Linked DNA regions of Gossypium hirsutum: region 2 is linked to region 1. A link is a contact called in public Hi-C data. All regions are on one chromosome and are shown on one strand. Each heading gives the region's core, a stretch centred on a gene start, on an enhancer-like site or on the middle of the called end of the contact. The rest is flanking DNA. Distances are from core to core; before and after follow the strand shown. Region 1 has its middle 14 kb from the start of LOC121214646. Region 2 has its middle 31 kb from the start of LOC107910726.

The links. A called contact is a pair of places that touch in the nucleus more often than the background predicts.
Region 2: a Hi-C map of leaf shows a contact between it and region 1, with 2.1 times the contacts expected there. The contact joins two enhancer-like sites. A contact is called at or near these places in 2 of 34 Hi-C or Micro-C datasets (anther and leaf).

What each region holds. Positions count from the first base shown.
Region 1 is chrD02:17,519,103-17,521,698 of Gossypium_hirsutum_v2.1, reverse strand. No RefSeq gene overlaps it. Among protein-coding and RNA genes, the nearest start is that of LOC121214646, 14 kb to the right of the region's middle. Within about 2 kb of position 1,313, at least 1 of the 9 cell types and tissues checked has an H3K27ac peak or open chromatin away from gene starts, as enhancers often do. A contact at or near this core is called in leaf, where this site is marked.
Region 2 is chrD02:17,685,866-17,688,461 of Gossypium_hirsutum_v2.1, reverse strand. No RefSeq gene overlaps it. Among protein-coding and RNA genes, the nearest start is that of LOC107910726, 31 kb to the left of the region's middle. Within about 2 kb of position 1,306, at least 3 of the 9 cell types and tissues checked have an H3K27ac peak or open chromatin away from gene starts, as enhancers often do. A contact at or near this core is called in leaf, where this site is marked.

The DNA of each region.
Region 1 (2,596 bases), core at 64-2,563:
TAAATAAACAATTTAAAATTTATAGTGACTTATTATATAAAATAATAAATTGAATTATTGAATATAAATAATTTATATAAAAAAGGCGAAGAGGTTTTATGTTGGAATTTTCCCCTCCATGAATACTTTCTTTCTTTTCTAGTGACATGTCAAATTTTTATATTCAAAAAACATTAGAAATGTAAGAATTGTAATATATATATATGACATTATCACAACTTAAAAAAACGATTAATTAATATATAAGCTTAATTTAAAATTCGCTTTATTAGTCCATATTTTTTAATTGAACCATTCTAAGTCCATATATTTTTAGAATTTTGAATTTTAATCTTGATGCAAATAATAGTCGTTAATCATTAGCTAGATTTTTAATGAATAATATGTAGAAGCAACAAGCTAACATGACATTTCACATACAATAATATATTTGCCACATTGGATTTTGAAAATAGCAAAACTTAATGAATTTAATAGTTATCGTTTAATGATTACTGAAATTTTAAAATTTGAAAAGTATAGGTACTAAAAATGGCCAAATTAAAGTATAATAATTAAATCCACAACTTTCTTAAAGTACAGGGACTAATAGCAAAATTTAACCTAAAAAAATTGTGAATGCCTTGCCGTAAGTAGGGATTTTAACTCTAGTTAATAGTAAAAAGGTTAAATTCTACTATTTGTCCCTATACTTTAAGAAAGTTGTGGATTAAATCCCTATATTTTAATTTGATCATTTTTAGTCATTGTACTTTCCAAATTTTAAAATTTCAATCCTTACCAAACGATAATTGTTAAATTCGTTAAATTAAATTTTGTTATTTCCAAAATGTGATACGTCAAACTTATTATTATATAGGTAATGCCATGTCAAGTTATTATTTTCACATATTACTTACTAAAAATCTACTTAATGATTTAACAATTGTCACTTTGCGTTAACATTCGAAAAGTATAAAGACTTAGAATGATCCAATTGGACAATATGAACCAAATCTATAACTGTATACATAGTACTAAATTAGTAATTGAATTCAACTGAACAAATTTAATTGCTACTGTTCGAGTCAAAACTAAAATTTCAGAATTCGAAAAATACATGGACTAAAATTGGTCAATTCAAAACATACAGAGACTAAATGTAATCAAATTAAAGTATAAGGACTTAATCCATAACTTCTGTAAAATACAAGGACTTATAGAAGAATTTAACGAGCACAAGCAATTTCGAAGAAGATGAATATGCTCTAGCGGCACGGATGTTGGGCAAGAAAACCATACCGGGCCCATAGCAAAAGAATTTCGGTCATTGCCGTGTCACTATTTAATAAACTCTGCTATAGGGTCTTTGATCCTTCGGTTTCTGCAGCCCACAGCTTAGAGATTTTTCAGGTCCATTCAAAATCATTTCAACTTTGATTAATGGATCATGGATAAAACAAAAAATATATATATATAATTTAAGTTCTTATGCTGTTTGTATATTTAAAATTTAATCTTTTTATTTTATTTTTAAAAAATTAAGAATTTTTTGAATTTAAAAATCTAAATTCAATTGTTTAATACCGTTAACATTATTTAATTAAATTTATTATTGTGACATTTTAAAATAATAAAAATACTAACTTAGTAATTATGTAATAGACGAATGATATTATAACAGACTTGAAGTTAACAGAAAATTTTAATAATATTACAATTAGACTTGTAATTTTATACCTAAAGAGTAGAAAAATTAATTTTCTAAAAATAAAAATAGAAAGACTAAATTTTAAAGGTGTAATGAATACAAAGACTTGAGTATATTTTAACCTGAAAAATCATTGATAGAACATGAACAAATGCTCTTTCCTCCTTTGGTTAATGGATCAAGCACAAAAAATTAATTGCCCTTGCATTTTTTTTTGTAGTCTTGTACAAATTTTAGTCAAGTTTGCTGATAAGTGAGTCAAGATAATCTTTTTTTTAAATAAAAAGTTTTGCATTAAAATTGCTTGAATTGACTTTTTTTTACCTATGAGAGTAGTTAAAAATGTAAACTTTTTATTTAGTAAAAAAGCTGGAAAGAATTAATTAAATTATTAATACTAGGAAAGCTTAAGAATTAAATTGCACCATCAATCAAGGGGTCAAGGCCCTAGTTGCCCTTGGATAAGCCCTTACATTTAATGCTACTTTAATCGGAGTTTATGTTTTTCCTTAGACTCCTCATGAACCTTCAAATAACCCTTATGACCATTACCTTTAGCCTTACCTTTTACTTAGCTAGTCATTGCAGAAACGAATGCACAAAACACAAAGCAACCGAAGAAAGAAAAGAAAACAAGGAAACAAATGGTAAATTTGGCCACTAACGTTTATATGTTTAGTCAAAAAGATTCTAATTGTATTTTTTAGTCTTTTTTAGCCATCAACCTTTGGTTTTTTTTTCAAACTACTTTTTCTAACAAAATTGATGAAAGTACCATTAAAAAATTTAATGTGGATGGTGTGGAATATTTGATGTGTTTTCCCGTTACTAACTAAAAATACGACAAAGGCAAGTGCACCTATCGATAAATAGCATAGCTACGGTGAGTAAAGATATCATATCCAC
Region 2 (2,596 bases), core at 57-2,556, 170 kb before region 1:
GATAAAAAGAAAAGCCAATGGCAGTCAATAAGTGTTTGTGACATAGTTGGGGGTACAGTGGTCCTAGTGATAGGCTTCTTACCTGCAAAATTCAGGCTGAATTTCAACCCTAGTTGGCAGTGGGGTCTTATGGGATTACCGTTAAAAGCCAATACAAGCTATCTGTGAATGAAATTTAGGCCTCAATTACCCCTCTATATGGGCAAAAAGAAAGCACCATTGGTAGATTTTTTTTTTTTTGGTTTAGGGCATTAGGGGGTCAATACTGCCACCCAAGTCATTTAATATTGGCGGCAAAAACCAACCAATCTCTGGGTCTAATTTGGCAAAACCCAGAGTGTGCAACCCTACCCTATCTCTTATGTTCAGAGACTGGAATTGATGTTGGAGTTGAATGTAATGATAAGGGTATGAACATCATTCTATTTTGGTTGCATTTGTACCAATGGATAACAACTTCTAAATATCCATCCAACTTATATAACATTAATGCCCAACATCTCAATGTATCTCACTATCTCCTATCTGTTTCCCTTTACTCGTTCTCACTTGAGTTTATCATAATTGATATTAAAAATTAAAAAAATAAATAAATGAGACTAATGACAATTTCATAGAGTTAAAAAACCTCCATCGCATATACACTATAAAAAAAGTAATAGTTTAGGAAGAGTTAAAACTGATTGTATGGATCATTTTGGCAATCATCTCGCCTTTTAAATTTTGTATAATATTTCAGGTTGAACTCGTGAGCATATTATGTCTACAAGTTTAGGTAATTCTCGTTTAAAAGAAGTATTACATTTTATGTGCTAATAAATATTTACTATTTATTTTACAAGCTGGCACCAAGGATCTCAGAGCACCACCCAAATATATTTTATAATATAAAAATAAATATTTTAGGTTTAAAATAGTGAAAATAAATTAAAATTTTTATATATATTTTTTCAAAATATATCATATAAAAGTTATTGATTTTTTTTATTTACTTGAAAATTTATTATTCTTTAAAAATATTTATGAAAATGATTTTAAAACTTTGTCAAATAAAATTCAAAAACTGTAAAACGAAACTCATTTTACTAAAATAAAATTAAAATACAAAACAAGAAAAGATTAATACGAGACAAGTGAGAATCAAACCAAACCAAAATTACAATAAACTATTGGAAAAATTCCAAAAACCTCACTTAGGCGAGTTGGGTGGGCGGGTAACCAAGTCCAAGAGATTTGGGTCTACACATATAGTGTGATAGTTGGTGCACGTCAATGTTAGCCATTTGCAGCAATTGATGGGCCTAAAAGAAATTATAGTCAAACCAAGTTTTGCTTTAACATTTCGAAATTCTCTCTTCAGCCGAAAGTCCCCATCTACTTTCTCCTAAATGAATTTTGGGGTCTATGCTCTATGGGCTATAGCATAAGTTGCACCTTTACCCCTAATCCATGGTTATTGGTTAATCCATTCAACTTTTTGAAGTTTCAAAGGCTTTATGAAAGACGTTAAATGACTGACATTTTAAAGTTGGAAATAACTACTCTACTTTAGTAATTTTTAAGTGGTTGTATCATTTTCTGAAGAAAAATTGAAAATTAACCCCAATTAGGTTACTTGGGTTTATGAAATATAAATTTAAAAATGAGAATTGCTCGAAGCTTAATCGAATTCTATTCTTTATTATATAAATATAAATATAAATATAAATATTTTATATTTAAAATAGTGAAAATAATTTAAAAGTTCTTGAAAAATTATTATTTTTTAGAGATATTTATGATTTTTTTTGAAACTTTGTCAAATAACATTGAAAAAAGTCATAAAACATAGTTCATTTTGTCAAAATAAGTCTAAAAATCCAAAACAAATAATTAATATGAAAAACTAAAAATTGAACCAAACCAAACCGAATTATGATAGATAGTTCAAAAAATCTAAAAAACCTAACCAAACGGAACTGATATTACCCCTAATTGATGGTGCATCATTTTGTTTTTTTTTTCTTAACGCAAATTGATACTTAAATTATACCTTTTTTTTCCATCTATTTACCTAAACCCTTTTTTGGTCATAAGTGATACCTAAACTAATTTTTTCCCCAAATTGGTACCTTGGTACCTAAATTATTATTATTTTTCTCATTTTGATACCTAAACATTTTTTTGTCATAAGTAGTACCTAAACTATTATTTTGTTACTCATTTTGCACCAAAATGTTATATTCGTTAAAAAAATCAATGAATAAACTTAACAAATATTTTTAATTATTTGATTTCACTTTTTTTTCTTTTACATTATTTTTTTTATTTTTTTAATTTTTCCTTTTGTTTTCCTTTCTTCTTATTTTATAATGTTTGGTAATACCAACAATACTCAAAATTTGACCTCTCAAGGTCGACATGTCAGTCATTAATTCCATTTTTAAATATTTTTTTTGTTTTTATGATTTTTCAGTATTTGATCAAACTGGAATTCGTGGCTTGATCAGTTCAACCATCGGTTTGATTCTGAATAAATAAAAAATAAAAAATAAAATGAATAAATACATATGTAAGAGAAAATAAATTTTTTTCTTTTTTTCCTTATGTCATTTTT